Regions from separate parts of the Ovis canadensis genome. Here region 2 is linked to region 1. The links are chromatin contacts, called in public Hi-C maps. All regions are on one chromosome and are shown on one strand. The core of a region is the stretch at or near the end of the contact, and the rest is flanking DNA. Distances in the headings are between cores, read along the strand shown.

Region 1 (5,978 bases), core at 1,482-3,981:
ATAATGATAAGAAATGTTAGATATGATTATGTTTCAGGATAGGTTGCAATACTTTTCCTTTTAGAAGTTAAAGGTAGGAATGTATAATTTATCATTGGGGTTCTTTTAGATGGACAACTGACTCTGGAGATTAGATCAAGTGCTGGTTGATGCATCATCCAGCCAGTAATTCTGGCTCAGCCTTCTTCATTTTTGCCACATCAATGTATCTGAACTCAATATCTTTCTTTAAATCCGCTCTCTATTTTATTCGTTTATATCACCTCTATGAATGAAAAGCTCGAATCATCAACACACATAAACACAATATTATTGAATTTCTAGTTAATGTTTCTCGAGTTCCTGAAGCTGGAGGCTTGTTAGGGAGATTACAGAGAATTAGAAATAGCAAAGACTTTTTTCCATCAAAGCAAGAGTTTTCTTGATAGACTTAAGAGGATTGAAGGAGAATTAAAAGAAAATAACTTTCTGTATTATTGAAAGATAAAGCAAATCTGTGTGCCAGCAGAGCTTGTCTGTCCTTGGGAAATTCTGAGTTAGTCCAACTTCCTCATCTTAACAGATGGGCAGAGGGAGGCAAAGAGCACCCCAGTTGAGGACATGGGACTCAACCCCACCCCCAGCCTTCCCACTCCAGCTTGGAAAGGTGAAGCCTATTTTCTGTAGTTTGCCCACTAAAGATGGATGGCTACAGGAAACAGGAAAGGAAACAGAAGGCTGGGGGGAAAACGGGGGTAAAGGTAGGGAAGTGCGAAGCCTCTGAGGCAATGATCCCAGCAGGGGCGTAGATGGAGAGTTTAGGCAGCTATCAGAAGTCACCATCTGTTATCCTGTCCCAGCCCCACCTTTACAGATGAGGCAACACAGAGCCAGAGAAGGGAATTGACTTGCCCAAGGTCTCAGGGCTTCTCAGCGGCAGAGGCAGTCACAGCCCCCATCTCTGCCTTCCAAGCCTGCAGTCTTTTCTTTATTAAGCTATACTTTTAGTTAGCATTTTATTTAAAAAATTTTTTTCTTTTGGCCAAGCTGTGCTGCATTCAGGATCCCTAGTTCCCTGACCAGGGATCTAACTCATGCCCCCTGCACTGAAAGCGCAACACCTTAATCACTGGACCACCAGGGAAAGCCTCCAGCCTTCATTCTTTCTATGGCATCACTGCAGTTTTCCAGCTCTGATATCCCTGACTGCTAGTAACATTTTGAACGACACTCATATTCTATAAGTAGGAGGGCTATGGTTTTAAAAATTTATGATTACTGTTACTTTGCACCAGCAAGAATCCCATCATTATCCCTGTACCAGCTGCCCTCAGAGTGTTGCCTGGGGCTGGTGACTCATCCCCTCAATGCCCAGCACAGAAGGCAGTGCCCCCTGGAGCGGGTCTGCTGGCTGATCCCCTCTCCCGGCCTCCGCAGGCACTCACCGCAAAGCGCTTCCCGCAGCCCTCGTTGCCACAGCACCCGCAGCAGTCATTGTTCTTCAGGCCCAAGAACACCAGGGCAGGAAAGATCATCTACAAGCAAAAGAAACACCGTGTGGGCTGGCACGTGAAGGGGGCGCCCCGTGCCTGCCTGCCTGTGTGACGAGCCACATCTCCAACCCGGGACTTGGGGGCCAACAGCTAATGGAGTCTGGCTGGTGGGTGGATGAGTGTTATGGAATATTTCGGTTCTATTTGGCCTAACTGCAAATCCAATGAGGCAATATACCAAGATCTGACACTGAGTTTCCATTTACATGGTGGGTTAGGAGAAGGACAAAAAACTTGTCCTCGATTGTCATGAAACATGAGTTTTTCTCTCTCTAAACCAGAAGTTCCTAGTCTATGTTGGAAATAAGGGATAAAGAAATCATTACCAAAGAATTGGAAGAGGAATTCACTGACACCTGTTTCTCTTGGTAGTTTTCAATGAATTTACTAGAAAAAATATATTCGCACTCCCCGACCCCCCACAACCCCGCACCCTATCATTGTCTTCTTAAAATAAATTCTGTAGCACTCAGCTTGGTTCAGGGAAGTGCACTGCCCCATGGGAGCTGCCAGCCTAACTCTAGGGATTCCTTGGTGGGTCCCTATGAGGAAGGGAAAAAATTGAGGCACTTAACGTTTCATCATGCAGTTCTTGGGCTTTTGTTAGCAACTAAATCTCTTCCTGTTCAGTAAGTACCCAATTTTAAAAAGATAGACTGAAAATCTTTAGGGGGAGATGTTAAGGTTTCCTTACTCACCAAGACTCCGCTTCCTAATATTCCTCCAAAATACCAGACCTCGTCGGAAAGGTGGTCATTGTTGTCTATCACTTTTCCTCCAGGGAAAAATAGCAGGATGTTAGCGAGGAGGCCAAACACAGACAGGGGGATGAGGGTGCCCCCCAGGCACTTGGCACAGCTCCCAGTGCACATGCTGGGGATATGGGATGTCGGTGTGTGATCAAGCCCCCTTCCTCGCAGGCTCTCTTCAAAGTTATCGGCTGCAGAGTCGTAACAATTGTCCCCAAATCAATTCTTATTTTGGAGCCAAGAAGCAAAATCAGCCTGTGAGCTGTGTCCTGGGAGTTGCTTCAGCTTCTCAAATGCAACAGAACCTCAACGGCTATGGTCATTTATATTCTCCCTGACCTGAAGCTCTTTTTTTCCCTCCCTGCACCCTCATAAATAAGATTACGTTCATTGCAATCATTTTGCCATGGAGACCAATAACCTCTGTTAATAATCCACCAGCACAGACAAGACACTCAACCTTGTTGCAATCGAACTTAGGGCTGGAACAAACAGCATCTGGGCCTACGGCACCTTTAATCTGACAATGGCCTGCCCAAATCAAGAAATATTTTCCCCAGGCTCTTTATAAATCACAGTAAAATTGAGTTACATCCTAGCTAAAATCGTGTCTCCTAAGTACTTAATGGTCTACAGTGCATGTCTTTGCCTTTTCCGCTGAAAGCCTGGAATGCAAAAGAGTTATTTGAAAGAGCTTCTGTTTTCCTCAATAGGAAAATAGCAGTCTGATGGTCTAGTTGGGTATTTTTGAGCTCGGGCCCACAGGAATTTTTTAAAGGACGAAATCAGGGTAATTATTTATTTTGTTGTCTGCTATTCCATTAGGTTCTATTTTCTTCCCTACCTGGCATGATAGAATTAGCAAGAACCATTCCCAATCAACTTGTTCAGCTATATCTTCTATGCAGGAATAAAAAGCCCCATCTTTGAAAAAGGTAAGGAGAAAGGGAGGTTGGTATTGGGTGGAAGAGAGGAAAAACATTGATGAGGGGATTGGAGGTAGCTTGGACAAAGTTAAAAGAGCAGTTAGAAAGTGTAAGAGGAGGTAAGATGGACCTTTATTGAGAATTTTGCCAAGTGTCTGGGGCAGCATTCGGTTACTAGTATGCTTTGTGTCACTTTAAGGAAGCTTCTGCCATGCCTAGACCAAGCCCGACGTCATGCAGTGACCGTCCCTGCTGGGTACTGGTGTTGCTTAACAGCTGAAGGACTGTGGGATGAAAAGGGAGCCTGCTAGCCCTTTGTTGAGAGCCTAGAGGTTAAGAGAAAGATAGCAGGTAGAATTTCACAGACAGTCAACTTGTAGCTAAATAAAAAGCAAGTAACACTGTAACGTGGTAAGACCTGTCCTGCCATGAAGTTGGCCGCTTGTTCCCAGGGAAGCAGTGGGCTACAATCTGCCGTGGGTCAGGGACCCTTGACCAGGGAAGCTGTGGTTAGTTGATTCCAGAGAAGTCAGATTGGTTGGGTGCTGAGTTTTCTTCTGAAGATTCTATGAAACGTGCGTTGGTCGCTCTATAAGGATACTTTCTGAGATCTCAGCATTGGGGCAAGAAGGAAAACAAATATTTATTGAGCATGCGTGATGTACTAAGCTTGAACTGTGACAATGTCATGTCCTTTCTACTGGGGAAGGCCCTAGGACTCAGAGAGATTAAGTACATATCATAAGGTCATCCCAACATAATAAGACAAGGAACCAAGACTTTAAAACAAGATTCTTTGTCACCCATGCCTGGGCTATGCTCTCCCTAATAGATTTTCTTCTTTAGAAATTTAAAAAGTGGTCTCTTTTCAATATAAACAATAGAATGATACCGTGTGTGAATTGTATGGGTACAGCGGGACATACTTCTTTCTGAACAACCATGAACTATTGTGATTTTTTTTCTTATTACAAAATAATATGTTTTTTTTTTTTTCGGTAGAAAAGTCAGTTATACAGATTAGCAGAAGGAAGAAAAACCAGCCATGTTCCTACCACCAGCAGATAAGGACTGTTATCACTTTGCTGGCTGTTGCTTTTCAACACTGAGCAGGTGCAAATGAGCTTTCTTTGAAACCCACCAGCTTTGACAAGGAGTTCTGAAAGTGCCAGGAGGAAGTCCAAAGTTCTCAGGATTTAAGAATGGAGTTGATCTTTGTAGATGCCATCTTGGAGCTAGGCAGCTCCCCTTTGGAGCCTGGGCAGTTTTTTCTTTCTTCAGAGACTTTTGCCCCTAGAAGTTACTCAAGAAATTTGAATAACATTGGTTAACACAGCCCTGATGCCCTAGACTTTTCAGACTAGTAACAGGGGTTATGATCACTAAGTGAACAGGTGAAAGTAGAAGATAGCATGGACCACAGTTGAGGTTTCTTCCGTGATTTTTAAAAAGATGTGGTACATGAGGAAATATGAGGTCATTTATATCCTGTATGCAGAAAGGGAAATGCTATGGGATAGTCACCCTTCTGGAATGCCCTGATTTCAGACACTTTGAGGGTGATTAACTCATTTATTGTTCAACAATTCATTGTGCCTTTAGACCTGCAAGCAGGAAGTGGCAATCTAATCTGGGGAAAGGGGAGGTGAGGGGAGGGAGCCTTGGTGAAGTTTACCCTCAGGAAGGGCTGGGTCCTTGCTCAAGACACTCGTGAGGTTCTGACAATGAGGTTGTGACGCCCATGCTTGACGTTTGCTGTTCACTCTCTCTTCAGCAGTGAAGCCCTTGAATCTTAATGACTACAGCCCTCCTTTTTAGAGACAGTGAGGACGAGGTGGCTGAGGCTGAGCCCCACTCTGGTTCCTGTTCTGCAGGAAGAAGATCTCAGAAGTGAGAGCAGGTGGCAACTCTCGAAGGGACAGAAAGGGATCCTTGTAGAAAGAAAAGGAGAATATGAGCTCGGCAGCTGCCCTCCTGGACCACATCTCCTGGGAGTGTGCTGGCAGCAAATTCAGCCACAGAAAGTCCAGGGGTTCCTGGACCTTAGGCGTGATGCAGGCACTCCATCCCTAAGCCAGCGAGCACAGGCCTGGGAGATGTTTGCTAGGTGACTCTGACCATCCGCAAGAGATATGCATTAATGCTTAGGTGACACTTATTAGTGCTTCTCAGTCTGCTAAACTCTTCGCCTGGCAGTTGGTGAAGAATCATAAATTCAGTGCAATGAATACAATCCATCAGTGTGTTTGAAGCACCCACAGTGTGCCAAGTACTGTCCTAGTGAACAAAATAAATCTGACTTGCTTTCTGACTTCACTGGTTTTACAACCTTAGGACTTCCCTGGCAGTCCAGCAGCTAAGACTCGGAGCTCCCAAAGCAGGGGACCAGGGTTTGATCCCTAAGTCAGGGAAATAGATCCCACATGCTGCAACGAAAAGTTTGCATGCCACACTGAAGATAGAAGATCCCACCTGCTGCAGGACCTGGCACAGTCCCGCAGTATTACCACCTCTTAGTTGTGACAAGAGATTAAAAAAAAAAAATCATGCACGAGGTTAAATGAGTTAACTGCTCCTTAGCAGAAGAAGTAGGACTAGCTTGTTTTAAAGGAGATCAGGTAATTCTTTAGCTCTAGGTAGTACCACTGGAGTTCTTTGCTCTTGTTCAGCTGGGGGCTGCATTGCATTGATTTGTAGGGCCCAAGATGGCTTCACTCACATACCAGGTGCCTTGATGGGAAGGGTGATACAATTGGGCTCAGCAGGGCCCC
Region 2 (5,978 bases), core at 1,413-3,912, 150 kb after region 1:
TTCTTTTTCCCAGAACATTCTTTCGATTTATGTGAATCTGTGTCTTCTGAATTATAATTCTTAAGGCCTAATATAAGGCTCTTTATTTTTTGTGGCCTCAGTACTGGGCATGGATCATACAAGTGGGTGACTAGGGGTGGTTGGGACTGGCCAAACCCACCAGGATCACATGGAATGCTAGAGGGTAGTTCCCCAAGGAAAGAGAAGAGGAATTCCAGGTGGCCAAGACAATCATACATGTTTGCTGTGGGTTTTGATGGAAACCCCACATGGGGGTATTTTGTACCTGAGATAGAGAGAGGGACAAAGTAGGGAGAAGAGGGAGGCTATTCTGAAGATAGGCTATAGTTTGCACTCATCAGTCCCTGGAAAAAAGACATGTGTGTTCAGTGGAGGGATGCAGAAAACTAGAACAGATGCCTTGAGGTCTGCCTTGCCCAGCTACCTTGAATCGTTTCCACCTCTCATCAAACATCTAAGAAAATCCTTGACCTTCCCAGCCTGGGAGTATTCTCCAGAAATGGAGATGTGGTGTTGTGTGGCGGAAAGAGCACTGAACTAGAAGTCGGGGCCCTCCGTCCCTGACTCGATCGAGTTCCCTCCCTTCTCAACAAACATGTCATTAGACCAGATCAGACTGCATGCTGCAATCCATGGGGTCGCAAAGAGGCAGACGTGACTTAGAGACTGAACAACAACAATAAGAGCAGATCGTAGTTAAGCAGAGTATTGTGAAAACAGGGACAGGTCTGGCACTGGGGAGAGACAGAAGGATGAAACACTGCCAAGGGGTTGGATACACTAACTATCACAATGTTATTATATTACAAATCTAGAATTTCACTGAAAAAAAATGATAGAAATATATTTTGTATTATTTTATTTTAGCCCCATTAAAGGAAATGATCTTCTCTTGTATCTCTTCACTTCTTTAGTGAGAAAAATACAAGCCACTTTTTCCTATGTGCCAGGATGAAAATACCTTGTGGACTCCTGGGGAGTTTTCCTTTAAGAGGATACATATCATTTATGCTACACGAGACACGTAAATTAAGGGTGAATAGCCCAGAATGCCTGCTGCTGCTGCTGCTGCTGCTAAGTCACTTCAGTCGTGTCTGACTCTGTGCGACCCCATAGACGGCAGCCCACCAGGCTCCCCCGTCCCTGGGATTCTCCAGGCAAGAACACTGGAGTGAGTTGCCATTTCCTTCTCCAATGCATGAAAGTGAAAAGTGAAAGGGAAATCGCTCAGTCGTGTCTGACCCTTAGCATGGACTGCAGCCTACCAGGCTCCTCCATCCATGGGATTTTCCAGGCAAGAGTACTGGAGTGGGGTGCCGCTGCCTTCTCCGCCCAGACTGCCTAGGGAAAGGCAATATTGAGAGAGCCTTTATGTTTGGGAAGTTGGGAGTCAGGAGGATAGATGGTAGAAAATATGAGGCCACCCTCTCCCTTGGCCATCACTGCAAGGAAGTTTGGGAGGGAGCTCCGTGAACAATAGAAGCTATTTCGACTCAGAGCTTCAGGAGCCAACTCCCGGTTCACAGAAGCTAAAAGAACTTGGTTGAAATGGCAGCCACGTTGGAGTTCACAGCAGAACTGAGTGCTGAGGGAGGTCACTGACCGCTGTGAAGAGCTCCCGTGGCGCCTTTAGGGACCAGCATCCTAAGGGCTCCTCACAGAGAGGAAGCATTTTAAGGTGAACCAACTTGTCTTCGACAGCGACACCGTGTGGCCGAGAGAAGTAAAGACAGCACTGGATCAAATGCCTCTTCTCTGGGGTTGAGGCTGCCCGGCCAACCTGCGTTCAAACTTAATTGGAGAGGGAGCGCTTCAAAAGGGAGAAAATGACCTCATTTCTAGGCTACAGGGAGCTACAGCGATTTTTTCAGAATCGCTATTTTGAGTTGTTGGAGCAATTCATTTTGGTTACATATATTCTGAAACAAATGTTATAAATAGGCTTTCTGAAAATCTATAACCACATCGTTTTACTTTTGTAGGTTCTGCTGGAGTCCTGAGCATCACGCTCCAGGCCACTGAACACAAGCTTTGTTTCACTTCCTCTTTCACCAAATGATACGCCGACTTGGTTTCTGAAAAGGGGGAACAGGGAAGAGGGGGAGGACTCAGTTTTTTGACTTTCAAATGGGACTCCTCTGGGATCATTACATTTTCCTCTAAGGTAACTTTAGCTCAACGGTCTACATACTTAAATGGAACTGTTTAATATTTTAAGAACTTCCTGGGAAAGTTACTCATGCTACTCACTGTAGATTTCCTGTTGAAGAAATGTTTCACTTTTTTTTTTTCTCTAGCTGAACACCACAGCGTTGATTTCTCAGATCACTTGTAGATTTATTAGGATATGTGTTTGTGCTCAGTTGCTTCAGTCATCTCCAACTCTTCGTGACCCTGTGGACTATAGCTCGCCAAGCTCCTCTGTCCATGGGATTCTCCAGGCAAGAATGCTGGAGAGGGTTGCCATGCCTTCCTCCAGGGGGTCTTCCCAACCCAGGGGTGGATCCTGTGACTCCTTCATTGCAGACGGATACTTTACCCGCTGAGTCACCTGGGAAGCCCCCTTATTAGGAATAGGACTGTGTAAATTAGTCAACTGGATATAGACCACGTGGCTTGGAGTGTCATACATTCAAACAATAGGGAGTGTATGAGCCCCACCGTCTATCAAGTAGGGCTGGGCATTGAAGCCCTGAATTGGTACCGAACAAAGCATAGCCTCTCTTGGCTGGAGACAAGCACAGGAAGAGGAGAGAAGAGGAAGATCCCAGTCAGTCTCAGCTGCCACTTAATTAATAAGTGGCATAGTGGCTCAGAGGTTAAAGCCTCTGCCTGCAAAGCAGGAGACCTGGGTTCAATCCCTGGGTCAGGAAGGTTCCCTGGAGAAGGAAATGGCAACCCACTCCAGTATTCTTGCCTGAAGAATCCCATGGATGGAGGAGCCTGGTGGGCTACAGTCCACGGGGTCGCAAAGAGTTGGACACAACTGAGCGACTTCACTCACTCACAGAATTAATAACCAAACATAGAACCAGCCCACAAAATCAGTCATTCACATGGTGGGCAGTGTTCTGAAGTTAGGTGTGTCAAGTGCTAGATTTGAACCTCTCAGTTCCATCACTTACCAGCTGTGTGATCCTGGGCATGTCACTGAGCCCTAAGTACCTCGGTTTCCTCGCCAGAGAATTGGAGATAATACCCACATCTAAGGAGGTTTTAGTTAGATAATACTGGCCAAGTGCAATGCTGAGCAGAAGTGCTCTATAAATTGAGCGTGATTGTAATAATGACAGTGACTGAAAAATCTGTAGACCAGTCAGATCACCCATGTATTTTTGTTGTGTTCAAATCAAGAGTTGATCCATTTAATAAAGAGTTGTGGGTTTAAACAAGATTAGATTCACTATGTTTCTCTAACTCTTTGGATCTTGACCAAATACAGACTACATATCAGACTCACTGGGGGAGTTTTGAAACTACAGATGCCCAGATTCCAACTCAGAGTCTGATGCTGTTGGTCTGGACTGTGCGTTGGGTTTCAGGATTTTCGATCATAAATTAATGTGCGCCAAACTTGGAACCCACTGGTCTAACTGAATATGAAGAGTGAGAAAATTTGAGTATAAACAGTGAGCAGATTTGTCCTTTGGTCCCGGGCAACCAGGGAAGTTGCTAATGGCTTTCTCCTTATATATCCACATTTGTGCTAGAAGTTGTCTTGGAAACAAGCAGTGGGAGAGAGCGCTAAGATCTGTCGCTAAAAATTGACTGAGGGACCAATAATTCTAGCTTCCTGAGGCATTCGTGAGTTCTTTTGGTGCTCAGGCTTGTGTCTCAGCCAGCAGTTCTGGGATGCCTGGAGTAGCTCAAGTTAGAAAGATGGATACCAGGAGCAGCTCTGCCACAGCTCGGTCAAGGGAGTGTCTGCAAGTCCACCTGCCTCTGCTATCTCAGCTTGGTTACCTGTGTGTGCCTATGGAGGTGAAAATGTTCTTCCTGCAAACCTTACAGAGCTGTTCTTACGTCACCGAGATTATGTCGAGAAAACATTTTGCAAACTGTAAAATACTATATGAGTGAAGTCCAATACTCAATAGAGATTAAACACTGCATTTTTTTAGACAACAAAAAAATCCCCTGAAAATTATGGGTTTTGTTATTTAGAGCTAAGTTTTCCACTGTTGTTGAGAAACCTGTATGCAGGTCAGGAGGCAACAGTTAGAACTGGACATGGAACAACAGACTGGTTCCAGATAGGAAAAGGAGTATGTCAAGGCTGTATATTGTCACCCTGCTTATTTAACTTATATGCAGAATACATCATGAGAAACTCTGGGCAGGAAGAAGCACAAGCTGGAATCAAGATTGCCAAGAGAAATATCAATAACCTCAGATATGCAAATGATACCACCCTTATGGCAGAAAGTGAAGAGAAACTAAAGAGCCTCTTGATGAAAGTGAAAGAAGAGAGTGAAAAAGTTGGCTTAAAGCTCAACATTCAGAAAACAAAGATCATGGCATCTGGTCCCATCACTTCATGGGAAATAGATGGGGAAACAGTGGAAACAGTGCCAGACTTTATTTTTTTGGGCTCCAAAATCACTGTAAATGGTGATTGCAGCCTTGAAATTAAAAGATGCTTACTCTTTGGAAGGAAAATTATGACCAACCTAGTTAGCATATTCAAAAGCAGAGACATTACTTTGCCAACAAAGGTCTGTCTAGTCAAGGCTATGGTTTTCCTAGTGGTCATGTATGGATGTGAGAGTTGGACTGTGAAGAAGGCTGAGTGCCAAAGTATTGATGCTTTTGAACTGTGGTGATGGAGAAGACTCTTGAGAGTCCCTTGGACTGCAAGAAGATCCAACCAGTCCATTCTGAAGGAGATCAGCCCTGGGTGTTCTTTGGAAGGAATGATGCTAAAGCTGAAACTCCAGTACTTTGGCCACCTCATGGGAAGAGTTGACTCATTGGAAAAGACTCTGATGCAGGGAGGGATTGGGGGCAGGAGGAGAAGGGGACAACAAAGGATGAGATGGCTGGATGGCATCACCGACTCGATGGACGTGAGTTTGAGTGAACTCTGGGAGTTGGTGATGGGTAGGGAGGCCTGGCGTGCTGCGATTCATGGGGTCTCAAAGAGTCGGACATGACTGAGCAACTGAACTGAACTGAACTGTAGCAAAGTTGTGATAGAGACCATTTTACATGGCAATTCTATATGCAGGGATTCACAAAAGCAATCCTGCAGTGCACTTTATTTCCTATTCTAATCATTAACTTATCATGATAAACCTTCTGCAAAACACTATCTAGGAGGTGGGGGCTTCCCTAACAGCTCAGCTGCAAAGAATCAGCCTGACAATGCAAGAGATGCGGGTTTGATTCTACGGAGAAGGAAAGATCCCCTTGAGAAGGAAATGGCAACACACTCCAGTAATCTTGCCTGGGAAATCCCGTGGGCAGAGGAGCCTGACGGGCTATAGTCATGGGGTGGCAAAGATTTGGACATGACTGAACGACTGATCAGAAACATGATTAGAAATTAGGCCTATCTGGTAAAAATGACTCCCTTTTTTGCAGAAAAATTATTACTGTAATGAGTTTTTGTTATGCAAATATAAAGCACAAAGTTCATGCAGTTTTACTGAGGATAAAAAGTCACCAGCATTCAAATGTAGGGTTTTAATTTGTTATGTAAATCTAGGGGCTTTTTTGTTTGTTTGTTTCATTTGGGATTTGGGTTTGTTTGTTTGTTTTAGCAGAATTATTTCTTACCAGGTTATGGTGACTCTTGAAAGCATTTCTTTTGTTAAACAACAGAATGTAGTGGAATAAATTTTAAAGATCTTATTGGTTCATCAATTCCTGAATCTGGCAGTATCCTACCTAGCAGATAGAAAGGAGCTCCAATTAGTTGTACAATTCAAGGCAGGGTGGTTATAGACCAACATGAG

What was found. A called contact is a pair of places that touch in the nucleus more often than the background predicts.
Region 2: a contact with region 1 is called in a Hi-C map of lung, with 4 times the contacts expected there. The contact joins the enhancer-like site here to the promoter of TM4SF4 in region 1. A contact is called at or near these places in 2 of 2 Hi-C or Micro-C datasets (fibroblasts and lung).

What each region holds. Positions count from the first base shown.
Region 1 is chr1:241,767,596-241,773,573 of ARS-UI_OviCan_v2, forward strand. It overlaps TM4SF4 (transmembrane 4 L six family member 4), which reads right to left and starts at 2,732. Exons shown (of 5, transcript XM_069580747.1): 1 at 2,231-2,732; 2 at 1,425-1,514. The coding sequence starts at 2,404.
Region 2 is chr1:241,915,384-241,921,361 of ARS-UI_OviCan_v2, forward strand. No RefSeq gene overlaps it. Among named protein-coding and RNA genes, the nearest start is that of TM4SF18, 20 kb to the right of the region's middle. Within about 2 kb of position 2,663, the one cell type or tissue checked has open chromatin away from gene starts, as enhancers often do. A contact at or near this core is called in fibroblasts, where this site is marked.